Linked DNA regions of Sus scrofa: region 1 is linked to region 2. Evidence: chromatin contacts called from public Hi-C data. All regions are on one chromosome and are shown on one strand. Each heading gives the region's core, a stretch centred on a gene start, on an enhancer-like site or on the middle of the called end of the contact. The rest is flanking DNA. Distances are from core to core; before and after follow the strand shown.

Evidence for each region. A called contact is a pair of places that touch in the nucleus more often than the background predicts.
Region 1: a contact with region 2 is called in a Hi-C map of liver, with 4 times the contacts expected there. The contact joins the promoter of NDUFB5 here to the promoter of ZNF639 in region 2. A contact is called at or near these places in 2 of 47 Hi-C or Micro-C datasets (heart right ventricle and liver) and 1 of 2 datasets of contacts at active chromatin or transcription factors (alveolar macrophages).

What each region holds. Positions count from the first base shown.
Region 1 is chr13:117,653,545-117,658,461 of Sscrofa11.1, forward strand. It overlaps NDUFB5 (NADH dehydrogenase [ubiquinone] 1 beta subcomplex subunit 5, mitochondrial), which reads left to right and starts at 2,867. Exons shown (of 6, transcript XM_003132546.2): 1 at 2,867-3,113. The coding sequence starts at 2,990. MRPL47 (39S ribosomal protein L47, mitochondrial) reads right to left here and starts at 2,844. Exons shown (of 7, transcript XM_003132547.4): 1 at 2,694-2,844. The coding sequence starts at 2,791.
Region 2 is chr13:117,367,394-117,372,250 of Sscrofa11.1, forward strand. ZNF639 (zinc finger protein 639) reads left to right here and starts at 3,149. Exons shown (of 7, transcript NM_001244656.1): 1 at 3,149-3,172; 2 at 3,237-3,319. KCNMB3 (calcium-activated potassium channel subunit beta-3) reads right to left here and starts at 2,913. Exons shown (of 4, transcript XM_021069862.1): 1 at 1,887-2,913.

The DNA of each region.
Region 1 (4,917 bases), core at 1,617-4,116, 290 kb after region 2:
ATGCCCTAAGAGTCTCCATGGAAGAACAAAAGAAATGGAGCCTTTTGATATACATTTGCTATTTCCAGATGTATTCCATGCTTTTTCCATGTAACTCCTCTCTCTCTTGAACTTGAGAATTATACGCATTACTTTTCAGCCTGAAAAGGCCATTTTGGGGTCTGTTTTTCTCTCTTCCTGCCAATCCCAACTGAAATTAGTGGAAAGAAAATTTGATGAGGCTCTCAGCTTTGAACAAAATCCCCTTATGGTACCCTAGCACCATCTTTACCCAGTCAGGCTAACTCCAGAAACTTGTGGTTTGCAGTATAAAATCTGTCTACCTTTAGCCAGGCACAGGTAGCCCTCCATAGGAAGGAAAGTAATAACACGTTTAGTTAAGTACACCAACCCAATATGTGTGTTTCGGAAATGTAACTTTAACTTCAGAAGTAGTTTTTACAAATAAAGCTTCAATTAGAATTATTTTTCTTAAAAAGTCGACTGCTCTCTCCTAAATGCCCAAGTCTAAAGAAAAGTCCACAGCACCCCAGAATTACAAAATCACCCCTGAGAGGACATCTACAAAATATCACCAAGAACAAAGATCTCAGACTAATGTTGCAAGTTTCATTTCTCAAACTTTGTAATATAAGGCCAGTCATCTCTCAGAGCTGCCATCTTGACTTTTTGGATTTCTTTGGGGGATTATTTAATGAAAAACATGCTATGATTTGCCTTAAGCTGAAGTCCTATTCTAGACAGTCTGCTTTGAGGGGGGGAAAAAAAAAGGTTATCATTTAATTTCCTTTTGGTAAATTAAAACTAATGAAGCGTGGCCACATAGAAGCAGATGGAGACATTCTGGGCATATACGCTTTGCCTCTGTGCTTCTAAGACTTGTCTTGCTTGGGTTGACACCCATTTGTCTTGAGGGAGACGAAACAGACTTGGCACAGATATGAAAATACTTGGAGCAGTGTTTTGACATAAATCTGATTTTGCCTCAGATGAACCAAAGACTTTTGAAATTCTGCTTCCTATAGAAGAACAGCTGGATAAAGGCATTTGACTGGTAGCTCTTAGCATTAAGGAAACTTATCTACTTGCTACACTGCACTCATCCATTTGGGGCAGTGGTGCACCCAGTAATCTGTGATCTCAAGGAGCTTCAACGTCTTAACGGGAACTTGCATTTTCTTCTTAATCTTTAAAGACACGGCATTGGCACTTAACCTCAGGACTAGCCTGTGCTTTCAGGATATTTGAATTGCGCCTGCGTTTAGAGGCTGTGCATTGAGCATCTACTAAGTTATGTAAAAGGCAAGACACCCTTCCCTCTGGGCTGGTGGCAAATTTCAGAGTAATTCTTGAGGACGAATGCCCTAAAATAGGACACAGCAGTAGCAGGGCTTCCTTAAGTGCCATGCTGGGTCAGTGCTCCTTGGCGCTTGTCTTCCTAGCAGCATGTACAGTGCAGGGAGCAAAGTCAGAAGTAATTGTGTCCGGTGGGGTTCGCTGCTGCAGCACATTGACGCCTAACATGGGATCAAGTAGCCCAAGGAGGGGTGGGTGCAAGGCCCAGATAGGGGCTGCTTGCAGCCTCCCCTGCCCCATACATGCCGGAGGACTACCACATGGTCAGCCCTCACCCTTGAGTCTGAGAACCAGGAGAGAAGCCAGCCTCATCTGGCAGTTTCAGAGTGCATAAAAGAGTCATTTTAGGCTTACATTCTATAGATCTGTTTGCTCTCCGGCAAAGATGGAGAGTCCTTATTCCTGGGGCACTACTATGCATATTTGAAAATAAAGGGTGAAATCTTTGCATCTTCTTCAAAGAATCGTCTCTGAAAAGTAACTACTTTAAACCAGTGACTATAAATGCAAGTCTACCAAAATAAACTTTAAGACTCTCTCTATAAAAAAAAGCACATACATTACTTCCTTTAAAAAAAAAAATAACATGCCCAACTATTTATAAAATTCAATTCATTAAAAACAAAAGTTGTTCCCTTTTGGCTTAGGGGGTTAAAGATCACAGGGGAACAGACCACAACTGCAGCTCGGGTACCATCCCTGGCCAGGGATATTCTACGTGCAGAGGTTGAGGCAAAAAAAAAAAAAAAAAAAAAAAAGTTAATAAAAAGGAGGAAACGATATACCTTAACGCTAAAAATGATTGGTCTGTCCAGAAGACAGCGGTCTTTCTAGAAATGAGCGCCACATGTAGGATATTCTTTTCTAATACCTGCAGGGTGACTTTCCATTCATTTGGCTACTTTCATGTATTCACTCAATATTTACTGAATAATCTCTTTATGACAGACTCTGGGAGTACAAACTCCTCACCATCCCGACTCGCCTTTTTTTTTTTTTTTTAAATCCACCCGAACGTGACAGAGCTTTCAGTTCCATAACCAAAAGCTCTTCAGTGAAGTTTTTCCCACCTCTCCCAGCCAAACTGTACCTCTAGGTTTAATTTTAAAAATACTGGGTTTTTACAGACCCCCCCCCCCACAGTAAGTGGAACAAAATGTGTGAGAAAGACGGCAATATCTTACGTGGGAGACTTCTCCAAGGTCACTTACTCTTGACAGAGGTGGGTTTGGGCCCAGCCATCCCAACGGCCTTTCCATCCTTGAGCATTCTCAGCATCTCAGCAACCAAACATGAGCCAAAGTTAGAGATGCGGACAGACTACTCACATCGCTTACCTTGTGCTAGGAGGGGCCTGAGGACGTATTAACAACCTACACGCCTTCAGGGCGGCCGAGACTCTTCTACAGAACACAGCCAAACCGGCTGCAGCCATTTTTTTTCGGATCAGTAAGCAAACTGTATTTCCGCCAACAATGGCGTCACTTCCTGTGTCTCACGCGGACTGATAACGAGCACTGAAATTGGCTTTGCCCTCAGTCAACATGGCTATTTTCCGGCTTCGCCCTTGTTAGGAAATTGACACTCTCGGCTCCCGTTACTCCTCCCCGCCCTTCTCTCGCCCATAGTAGCCATGGCGGCAATGAGTTTGTTGCAGCGGGCTTCAGTCACTGCTGTGGCCACTCTGTCCCGCAGCCGCCTTGGCACACGGTTTGGATTCGGGGGTTTCCTCACCCATGGCTTTCCTAAGACTGGCGGTGAGTGCTGGCTTTGGGAGAAAGCGCGGTCAGGGAATGCGGCAGGAGAGACAGAGGACTTTTCCCGGGTCACCTTGGTGGAATCCGGAGGGAGCGGGGAGAAATTGAGGACTTGCGGCTTGAGAGAAGGAGCATGGGCTGTGTGAGGAGACTGAGAATTTCCTGAATTAGATCGATCATGTCAAAGTTATTAATTAGAATTTGTGAGACACTTCGTCATTCACCTGATCTGTTGGTGCTAATTTGAGGATGAAGCTGCGGTTAGAAAGGCACAGGGCTGAGACCCATCTTTCTCAGGCACCAGATTCTTTATATGTTCCACCTGGGCTACATTTCAGTCTCACAAGGTGGGAAATCACGTTGCTGAGGAGCCCACCCATGCTAAGTAATAATATACAGACAGGTGACGAGGCTCTGGGCTAACTCATCTGGTAGGCACAGTGCCTTCATGATGATATTTTTAGGTGTCTACGAAAATGTTTTAACTTAAATTTATTTTAAAATCAGAAAGAAAAGGACCAGAATGTTAATGCATTATGTGATGGTGAATCCAGCCTGGATCGTAATGGTTTTATAGAATGTAATCATAAAATAATTATTTTTAATATCTTAGGAAGGGACCCATAAGGAAAAAGTTCCTAGGTCTTAGAAAAGTCATTGCCTTCTTGCGGGGGGTGGGGTTATTTAGATCCTCTTGGACACTGTGAGTTGAATTCTAGGAGAATGAATAATCATAGTGGGGAAACATCAAATTCTTTGTATTCAGTATATTTTATTTCCTCTTCGATTCTATAAAGGGAGTATATAATATTACCCTCACTTTACAGATGAGAAAACTGTGACTCAATATTTATAAAAACAGTGTACTCCTGGAGTTCCCGTGGTGGCTCAGTGGTTAACGAATCCGACTAGGAACCATGAGGTTGCTGGTTCCCTCCCTGGCCTTGCTCAGTGGTTTGAGGATCCGGCGTTGCCGTGAGCTGTGGTGTAGGTTGCAGATGCCCCTCGGATCCCGTGTTGCTGTGGCTATGGCTCCAGTTCGACCCCTAGCCTGGGAACCTCCATATGCTGCAGGAGCAGCCCAAGAAATGGCAAAAAGACCAAAAAAAAAAAAAAAAAAAAGTGTATTCCTGTATTAAATTGAATAATCAGCTAACATTTATTGAGCACTTATGTGCTGGACACCACTCTAAGATATTAAAGGTATTCATTTAATTCCTCTTGAAAAAAAAATACATTGTAAGCATTCAATACGTAGTTATAGAGGAGGTGAAATTTAAAGCCAAAAAATTCTTATCATACCTAATTGAAGATAAACTGAGGTAAAATTTCACCCCTAGATCCTCTTTATATATACACTACTCCCCTTTCTTGGAGTTTTGGAATGATCCTTGCAGGTAATTTGCACCTTTCCACTGGGAGCAGGATCCGGAAAGGATTTGATTGTTATGGTGAATGTTACTGTGTTTCAGCTGTGTACATGTTTTCAAAGGTATTTTACATGTGAAGCCTACTCTGCCACTGTGGAATGAAAGGTTGTAATCTGCTTTATATTATCATTTATGTCTGCCCCTATGAGAATGTAAGATCCATCAGAGTGGAAAACCTTGTCTGGTTTTGTTTCCCCTGGAGATAGACTGCCTACGTTCCAATTCTGGCTCTGAAGTTTAGTAGCTGTGTGAGCTTGGGTCATCACAACCTGGAAGCTAGTGGAAGGCACTTAATTGCCCCGAACTTGCATATCTTCATGTGTAAAAAACAAGATTTTATTACAAGCATGCTTATATTCTGTTGACTTGATGGG
Region 2 (4,857 bases), core at 1,899-4,398:
AGATTTTGCAAGCCCTGGACTGGCTGCTTGGAAGACCTCTGCTGCATAGGAAGCTCAGAATCATGGAATTCAGATGTCTCAGTTGGGGATGTGAGACTATGGCATGCAGCTGCTCCATGTCTGAGGCAGGACTATAGCCCAGTTAGGTCTACACTAGTGTCATCAAGCTAGGTGGCCAAGACAGAGTTTATCAATTCACTCAAGCTGAACCTCTAGATTCTTTACCTGTTCCATCCTCCTTAGACGAAGCTAGGTGCCTATCATGAGCTTCTGCATACTCTTTACTTACTTTATATGTGTTTAGTCATCACATTCCAGTGCTCTTTAATTGCCTATCTTCTCTACTGTACTGTAAGGACCAGAAAAACAAGCACCAGGTCCACCTTGCTCATACTATATCCCTAGCACCTAGTACAGTGCTGGACATAAGATAGACATGCAATGAATATTTTATTGAGGCCTATGCAAGACACTGTGCTAAGCAGGGAGTTGGAACAGACTAGAATAAAACCAGATTTCAATGTCTGTGTAAAGACAATATGATAAACAGGGGGTGGAGCCCAATTTTGTGAGAACATAATTTTATGCAAATTGAAGAGACCAATTTAGGAAAAATGAAATTATGAATACAAAATTAAGTACCTTATCTTAGGAGAGGTTCATGCAATTGAGGGGACTTGAAGCTTAAAGCTTAACTATCTATCTCCACAATAAACGCATCTTTGATAATAAGTAGACCAAGGCACTAAATACTGCAAAATCTCTGAAGAGTGATCAAGATCTATGCTAAGGAAAACCAAAGATTTCATAGAAGAGATAAAGTGTCAGCTTGATCTTAGGATAGAAACAAAGGAATGGGATTGCAGGTGTAAGAAATTATGCTGAAACACAGATGAGAAAGAGCCAGAGCTATCTGTAGAATGTGGAGAAGTATTGTACTGTTTGGCCAATATGAGGTCGGTGGGGAAAGCCTTAAGCTTGTGGTTCTTAAAACTGTGATCCTGAGCCAGCAACATCAGCATCACCTGAGAACTTGTTAGAAATACCGCTGCTCCAGTTCCACCCCAGACTTATCCAATGACAAACTCCGGAGATAGAGCACAGACCTTTATATTTTAACAATCACCTCTCAGTCAATCTGGTGCAGTTAAAGCTTGCAAATGAATGCCTTACGAGGTTATTTGAGCATCAGATGAAGCAATTTTATTCTCACAATTTTAATTTCAGGCTGTTATACAAGATGGAGAGAAATAAGAAAAAAGACTATGATAGAGAGAAAAAGTCATCTTATATCCCAAAACAAATTACAGATCAACTAAAAAGTAAAAGTAAAAAAATGCAACTAGATATTGGGTAGAATAAAAGATTATTTCGGCATAAGGCCAACAACAGAACCTGTAAAGGAAAAGATTAATAGACTTGATTGCACGACAATTTTAAATGTTTAAGCCATTAACAAAATTAAAAATTAGAAACAACAAACTGGAAAGAAATATATACAACATATATCTCAGATAAAACGCTAAAAACCTCATTTTTTAAATAAGGATAAACAGCCTGGGGAAAAAAAATGAGCAAAGGATATAAACTCAAAATTCACAAAAGAAATACAAATAGTCAAGAATGGAGTAAATATTCAAGTTCATAAAAAACAAGTGTTTTGACTTTTGGCAAATTATGCTCAGAAATTGAGACTGTCTTCGCCAGTAATTTATTTAACACAGGTTCACTTCAGGAGTTACAGTAATATTTCACTGGATAATGTCTCTTAAAAAGCCAAAAAAAACCAAAAAAAAAACCCTACTCCAAACCGGTGATAAATTACAATATTGTTTCAGATGGAGGAGAGGTGAAAGAAATAAAAGCTAAATTTAGTTGAGGTGTACCTTTTCTACTAGTTGGTTCTCAGAAGAGTCGGCTTAGCCAACCAAGAGCTGATGTCCAGCTGCCAGCACAAATCAAAAGTCCCATGCAGCCAGAGCACGACGGTAGTTAAACGAAGGCATTGGCGCTGGCAGGCAAAATGATCTCCTTCCCAAGATCCGCGCATGGTTTTCACCACTGCTGGCAAAGCCTTAAAAAATGGCTCCCTAACGCCCCCTTGTGGCTATCACCTCAGCAGATGAAGAGAGCCTGACTACCTCAGAGGAGGGAAGGATACACAAGGTTCTTTACAAATTCCACAAACTTGGCAATTCCGTGCCGGATATAAACTATACTAGGATTAAAAGATGCCTCTAAATCTCTTCGTCTTTGGTTCGGGCCATGCCAGCATTCGTAAATATTCGTTTATTTGGGCTGAGCACACACATGAAAGTTATGAGACAGTAAAAATTAAGTATCCCAAACTGGTCTCTTTCAAGTATGGCTTTATATCCTGGGAGATAGTTGAAGGGATCAGTGAGATCTATGATTATTTCGTTACGGTGGCTGCTTGGTTAATATGTGGTAGTCAGAAAAAGCACAGTGGATGAGCGGATAAAAAGACAGATTGACCTTGGGCACACAATAATGCCTATGGGCTTCATCATTCACTTAATTATCTGAACCGGTACAGAAGCTACAAAAATGAATAAAACCTAGTCTCTTACCCTCACAAACTCACTTTACCAATTGCGAATTGGAGCTAACCTCAACTCCTTGTCAAAAAAAATTAAACATGTGACCACACCCCGTTCACAAGTTTATTTATGCTTAATTTAATCCTCTCTACATCTGCTCCTAGAAACCCAAGGTCGGAAAAGGAGTTTAATCCAGTCCACTATAATTTCACATTCATTCCACCAAGATTTTTTGTCAGGGAATCCCGCTAAAGCCTAACAATGACTCTCTATCTTTTAAGAGTTTCACCCTCTAGTTCCGTGGACAGCTGCCCTTTTCGTCCCCAACAGGCGGCGGCCCCACGCATTGCCTAACCCGAGCAAGACCTTTCTCGCACGTCCCCTGGAGGAGCTGGGTGGGAAAAGGGCGGCTGGCGCGCTTAGCTTCTCCCACTTCTTCCGGAAGGGAGGGAGGGCTGGTGGCAAACTGGCCTAAGTTCCTTCGGCAGGGCGGCGGGGAGCAATTGTAGAGGGTGGAATCACTCGCCTGTTTCGGGAGGGGCGGTCCCTCGCCCAGAAGGGACGTGCAGAGGCGCGGAGGTGCCTGCAGGGGGCGCGGGCCGCCGGGCCACCCCTGGGGCTGGAGGCCGGTGGTCCCTCCCAGGCCGGTTATGTACTGCAGCCACGCCGCCGGATCCCCGGCCCTGACTCTCACCTAGTCACCTCCCCTCCCTCTCTGCGGACCTGGGAGGTGTGCGGCGCAGGCGCGGAGCGAGGCGGTGAGTGCGGCCTCTGAGCTAGGCCCGGGGCCTAGCGGGCTGGGCGTAGGGCGCGCGGGGAGGGAGTGGGGCCAGCCCCGCTGAGCGCCCGGGAGCGCGAGGGCCGGAGCGGCGCTGCCCGCGGGCAGGGCCGCGCGGCCTCTCCGCCCGCCCTCGGGCGCCTGGGCTGCCGCCGCCTCGGAGCTGCGCCTGGGATGGCTAGGCGGGCCTAGGGCACTGGTGAGTGTGAGGGCGGAGCGGGCCGATCGGGTGCAGCTTCCTGCGGGAGAGAGCAGGGAAGACCGGATGGCGTCTTTTAAACTGAAATCCTGCTTTCGTTTTCTGGCGGGATGGCGCTCCCCTCCCCCATTCCGAAGGCAGTTCCACCCCCTGCGAAGACTGCCTCTGCCCCCCGCGGCTTTTTTCTGAACGCTGACTTTGGGGTCGGGGCTTGGGAAGCCCCGCTAGTCGCCGGGCTGCGGTGGGGCGGGTGCGTGGCGCGGAGATGGAGACGGCTGCGTCCCGGTGGTTCTTGCGCGGCCCCTCCGGGCGTCTGGCCCCAAACGCCACGCTGGCCCTCAGGCCTTGCTGGGTGGCATCTTGACCCTCCGGCGGCGCATCCTGTGCACGCACGGAGAACCGCAACCTTCAGGCGAAGGTCCCGGCTCTACGTCTCCAGCCAGTAGTCTAAGCCACTTGTTAGGGTGCCTATAACCCCTTTTGGTTTTGTTTTTCAGTACAACCTAGGGACACGAGTTATTTGAAGCAGGTTATTTCTTAGCAAAGAGAAAAGCAAGAACGGACACTAAGTTGGATATATAGCGGGCACTAGTTCAAGTTTTCCTGTCGCATTTTTTTTATTTTCATTTCTTTTAAAAATCTGGAAAATATATGCTTGTTTCAAAATGAGGGTAGAAAAGAACATGCTTTTAAAACTCTTTAGGGTAAATCTGTAGGGTTTTTTTTTTATTGTAAATGCTTGTCTTATGTTTATACCAAATAGGAAGAGAATATTTACATTGCACGAAAGGCTTCAGAAAGGTTGAACTATTTAAGTGGTGACTGCCTGTTATCTGTAGTGTGTTTTGTATGCAGACGTTCTTATTGTTGAAAAAAAATGACAGATGGAAAGATGCTGACAAGTGTTTTGTAAGTTACTTTTTAAAAAAATGAATGTTTTGGATGGCATGGTCTCCTTTTGTAAATGTAAAATATATATGAATACTGTAACATGAGAAAATGTCTTGACATCTACACAAAGTGTTAACAGTGGTTTTTCTGGATGAATACATCCTAAGGATTTGATTAATTTTACTTCAGTGACATATATTACACCTGTTGTTTTGAAGTGAGTAAGGTGGGACTTGAATGAAAAGTATATTCAGAATCTTCCCAATGAAAGAAGGAGAAGTGAGCAAATGTTTACATGACATCTTAAGTGAAAAGCCAAACTTCTTTATCTGGGCAGTCATACATATCAAAGGCACCTAAACACATTTGCTGAGATGAAGGATTTTTGGTTTTGAGCAAGCATTTTACCATCTGGCTTAAAGGAGGTC